Linked DNA regions of Gossypium arboreum: region 1 is linked to region 2. Evidence: chromatin contacts called from public Hi-C data. All regions are on one chromosome and are shown on one strand. Each heading gives the region's core, a stretch centred on a gene start, on an enhancer-like site or on the middle of the called end of the contact. The rest is flanking DNA. Distances are from core to core; before and after follow the strand shown. Region 1 has its middle 18 kb from the start of LOC108459098. Region 2 holds the start of LOC108457675 (protein TONNEAU 1a-like).

What was found. Hi-C and Micro-C count contacts between places; a contact is called where the count stands out from the background.
Region 1: a Hi-C map of leaf shows a contact between it and region 2, with 3 times the contacts expected there. The contact joins the enhancer-like site here to the promoter of LOC108457675 in region 2. A contact is called at or near these places in 2 of 5 Hi-C or Micro-C datasets (both in leaf).

The regions. Positions count from the first base shown.
Region 1 is chr4:35,523,000-35,525,699 of ASM2569848v2, reverse strand. No RefSeq gene overlaps it. Among protein-coding and RNA genes, the nearest start is that of LOC108459098, 18 kb to the right of the region's middle. Within about 2 kb of position 1,424, at least 2 of the 2 cell types and tissues checked have an H3K27ac peak or open chromatin away from gene starts, as enhancers often do. A contact at or near this core is called in leaf, where this site is marked.
Region 2 is chr4:35,293,124-35,295,823 of ASM2569848v2, reverse strand. It overlaps LOC108457675 (protein TONNEAU 1a-like), which reads right to left and starts at 1,412. Exons shown (of 8, transcript XM_017756746.2): 1 at 1,197-1,412; 2 at 1-100. The coding sequence starts at 1,283.

The sequences.
Region 1 (2,700 bases), core at 175-2,674, 230 kb before region 2:
TTTTCCAACTCGTCCCGAACTTCCATCTTTTTTTTAGCTAAATGAGCGGAGCCAGAATGTTCTAAAGCCTTTTGAATATTGTTAAGCGATCTCATTAGGTTCCTCTTGCGAGTACCCAAAAAGCCGTACACATTCCTGCTCCAATCTTTAACAGAAAAAGTACAATTATTTAAGGAGTCACTCATATTACTTGCAAAATTCCCCTTGCATCTGAAAAAATTGGAAAAGTCATTATACTTCGTCCATCCTGCTAAAAATCTGAAAAGCCTGCCTTTAGGAGTGCAAAAATCTGGTCTAGTAAACAATAAAAGAGGCCAATGATCCGACTTGATACGGGTGAGGTGATGTACTAAACATTAGGGGAATGTAGTCAACCAAGTTTCATTTGCGAATGCCCTATCCAGTCTGACTAAAGTACCACCTCTTTGCCAAATGAAAGGGGGCCGCTATAGCCTAAGTCCTGCAACTCACATGAGTAAACAAAATTACCAAAAAAATTACAACGCTTACCAATAGTAGAAGGGCTCTTTTTATCAGCAGGAGATAAGATCGCATTAAAATCTCCCATAACAAGCCAATGGGTGAAATTATTAGGAGTGATGGATTGTAAACCTTTCCAGAGGAGGTTCCGTTTAGACCTATCTGGACTACCATACACAAAAGAAATGAGAATGGATTTATCGGGAATAAGATTATCAACACTTAAAAAAATAAATTGTGGATGGTTTTGAATGATTCTAATGTGAATAGAATCCTTCCACCCCACCCAGATACCACCTAAAAACCCCACTACTTCAACCCGATGCGAAAAATTAAATCCTAATTTCTCAATAATATCATTGGCCTTGTTGCCACTCACTCTCGGTTCAACCAAACAGACAATATCTGACTTGTGCTCCTCATTATATTCTCAAAAGGCATGAATAAAATTCCTGCTAACACATCCATGACAGTTCCATGTAAATATTTTTAGATTTAATCCCATAATCATAAAAAGAAAATTAAACAAAATAAAATATAACAATTTCCAAAATCTAATAAAATAATTAAAAAAAGGAAAATTAAAAAATAAGAAAACCAAAGAAAACCTTAAGAGCTTACTGTCCAAGGAGAAAACTCCCCTCATTTTGCTCATCCAATTCATTGGGTAACACTGAGTCTAAATTGGTATTGGAAGAGTCCGACAGAATTTCAGCAATTTGTTTCATCGACTCCTTCAGAGACACCCGTTGTAAACCAGTGAATGTGAATCGAGTGTTATTCCCATGGAGAGCTTTGTTGCATTTCTTAGAAATTCCTTTTCTTCTAGTATCGAATCCATTTCCTGAACCGGAGGTACTCACCGGAATTAACCTTTTACTGCTGTTTGGATGAGTAGTAGATTTGTTAGGGTTCGAGGTTTCATGGAAAACCACCGCCGTGTGTCTTCCAGAATCAAGACTTCCCACTGCCACTCCCTATTCCTTTTTGTTACGCCTTTCTAGAACCAGAGAAACCTGAACCGATCTAGTATTGTCTGCAAGAAGAAGACCCATTTCAATGGTAGAAGGCGGTCGCTCGTCTACCATCGCAATAGGACTGCTACTGTAGCCAGCAACAACAGATTTATGTTGGGCCATAATGACAGATCCAGGCTGGTCCAAAGTAGTTTGGGCCTGAGCATCCGAGATATCTCCAAGGCCCAAAAAGCTGGTCTGCTTCTTAAAATCCGATAAGATTTCCTTAGTCCTGTTGTAATTCAAGCTGGATCCAGAGATTGGCCCACTTTCCTCATTAGTACTCGGGCCATTATTAATAAAACGGCCTACCCCCTTAACCTGACCGTTATTATTATTTTTCTTGCCTAAATCAATTCGTCCATTTTGAAAAGAGCCAACATCTTTCCTGGTATAGTTTCCATTGATTATTTCTTTCCCTTTATTACGTCTAGAATCAAACATATCACCCTTATTAACATTTTTATGGGATTCCCGATTATTAAGGATTCTAAAACGTGATCCTTCTTTTCCAGTCTCTTGATTTGCTGAAGGAGTTTGTGCATTCTCTCTAAATTTCCGCCTTGATTTTCTTTCAACGATCATCCATAGTCCGTAATTTTCAACCTTCTTCCCCGAGCTATCTCTAGTCATTTTTTGAATCTCCGGTGACTCTTCATGCGGAGTAAAATTATTTTCCCCGGTGACACCTGAATTCTTGAAAGTACAAGAGTTTTCTACGTGACCATATCTCCCACAATTAAAACAAATTGTGGATAGATACTCATATTCCACATTCTGTTTTCGGCCATTGATCAAGATTTGGGAAACCAAAGGCTTGTCCGAATCAACATAAACTGACATTCTAGCAAAGCACCCTCTAGCTCTACTATCAGTTTTCATATCGAGTTTAACCACTTTGCCAACCATCCCTCCTATCTCAGTAATAATTTTATGGTTGTATAAGTAACCTAGTAAGCCATGAAATCTGATCCACGCCTTCATAATGCTTGGATATGCCTGTGAGGGGTCAAAAGATATCGTCCAAGGCTGAACCGTCAAGTATTGTCCAAAGATGATCCAAAGGCCTTCAGAAAGAGCCATTTCACAATCCAACTTATTTTGGAATTTAACCAGAAAATATCCGTTCTCAATATCCAACATATGTAGGGTTGTTGATAGTCTTTACAGATTATATAATTTATTCTGTAAAACTGAAAAACCA
Region 2 (2,700 bases), core at 163-2,662:
CATTGCAACTTCCCAATAATGCAGGAGGTAAACCTTCTTCTTTTTCAATGACTCGATCTTCCTCTTCTATTGCTTCAAAGACACTTGCTCTAAGTTCAGCCTAGCAAAAACCCAAAAGGGGTGACAAAGAATCGTTAACCAAAAGCAATTCAAGTGCATAATTCATTGGAAACTGAAATACCAATTAAATTAAAATTACAAAACAAAGAGGAAAAACGAGAAACATAATGCTCAAAGGAGAAAACAGCTTTCTTAATTCCAAAACTTCACAAGCAGCAATCATTTAAAGATAATAACACTACTAATTATGGCTTCATTAGATCGGCACTTGATATGCCCCTTGCCCTGGCCCTCTTTTCTTTCATCCCCTGTCTAGGAGCCCTACACAGATAGACAAGGGAAACAAATTTCCAGCACTTCGAAATACAAGAGAGAATTTAACAGTGTCATTAACTAGGCTCAACATCCCTGAAAATTCAGGAGACAACTTTCTCCTCTATTTCCTTTAGAAACAATCAAAACTCGGAACAGCTCATTTGAAGTCTTCCAAAACCAAATTAAATATAAATAGTAGATACTCCCGATCTAGCAAACTGTTCCCACTTCAATTACTCGAAAGTAGTTAACCCTTTCATTAGCAGCTAAATGGTGCACTAATCCCATTTTGTACCTTCCACAAATCCAATACATTTCAAAGAAATTATCAGCAAATTTGCTCAATTAAAGCGCATGAAAATAAAATATGCAGAATACCCAGATCCAAAGACACTACTACACATTCAAAGTTTCCAGCATATAACTAAACAAAAATAATTGCAAATTTCCTACCCTGCTCCTCACTCCTCAGTACTTCAGAAAAACAAAAATTGCATTTCTAATTTCTCTAACATTCCCCCAAATAAAACCACACCTAGATGCTTAAAAACTATGTAATCTTAACTTGCGGGTCCTACATTAATAGCTAAAGATCTAAAAACCCAATTCACCCATTCAAATAATACTAAAAATACGTAGTTTTACAAAATTAAAATCATTCAGAACATGAGATCCAGCCAAAAGAGGACCTTTTTACTCAACTACAACTTAAGAAAGCCAAATTCTTCAACCAAATTATTTTATTCTTTCACGATTACGAGAACCAATCACAAAATTCTATTAACAAAACCAAAATAATAATAATAAGTTTTTTTTCTTACCCGGATCTTAGCTAGAACCCCTTTCTTCTCAAGGGTTCGTGTAACTAGGGTTTTCAAATCCATCATTTCTCTCGTGTAATCATCCATTCTCTAAATTTCCTAGAAAATTTAAGGAAACTGTTTTTTTCTTTTTCTTCTTCTGGTGACGAAGAAATGAAGTTTGTTCTGCTGCGAGAGAGAGGAAAAATGGAAGCAGCATATTATATTTTTATATAACAATCTTTTTCCTGGTGAATGTGGGATCCAGTGGAGGTAAAATGTGATCCCGGCCGTTCGATCTTGTAATCTGATGGGAGATTCCGCAGATTGTAAAGTGTGATCTTAACCGTTCATTTTCTATATCTAGCAAGATAGTCCCAACTGCATTTATGGAATTTGGGGCGAGTAAAATTCGATTAAATTCGAAAAATTGAATAAAATTTGGTTATTTTAAATTAAATGGTTAAAGTTATTTTAATCAATTTGAATAAAAAATTAAGTTTTTCGGTTTAATTCGAATATAAATTACACAATTTGAGTTATCTAAAAATTTGAATAAGAAAAGACAAAATTATCATTTTGATAAATGTTTACCTTTTCTAAAGTTAAAAGTTAAAACCATTAAATTAAAAGGCAAAATTGCGTTATTTTGGTAAATGTTTACTCATTAAGTTAAAAAGGTAAAACCATTATATTGTTTATGTAGTTAAATAATTTTATACTTCTTTTGCTAGTTAAATATATATAAATAATAGGATTCGTTAACTCGACTCGACTTGACTCGAAATTTTTTGACTTGATACTATCCGATTCGAAAAAAATTCAAATTGAGTTCGGTTGTTAGAATATGATTCGTCAACTCAACTAACTCGAAATTTTTTTGACTCAATTGACTCGACTAGATCGAATACTCACCCCTATATGGAAGCACCGTTTTTTCATTGAAACTGATATGCGATGTTTTATTCCATTGTATCGTTTTGAATTCACAAATATTTTTGCATAAAATGTTTAATATATAAAAATAGGGTAAATATTAAAATTATATATTATATAATTGTATATATGAATTTTGATTTTGATTTAATTCAATTCTCGTAAATTATTAACATAATTATTGATACAACATTATTTTTATGTTTATATATTACATACATAAATAATTGTATTTAATCAATATAAAAATAAATTGATGTATTTATTTCTTTAAATATGTAGGATTAAATCAAAATTAAAGTTTTAAATATACATTTGAATCACAATTAGAGCTTAACGTATATAATAACACCAAATTAAAATTCATGTACATACTTGCACATTAAATCAAAATTCATGTATAATTTTAAAATTTATTCATGTATAATTTTAAAATTTATCCTAAAAATATTTTAAAATATAAAATAAATTAAATCAAATAATTTCAAATATAAAAATATTAATAAATTTTATAAAATAATCATCAATAAATTTCACAAATAAAAAATTTATCCCACACATTAAAAAATAATCCACAAATTTTTGAAAA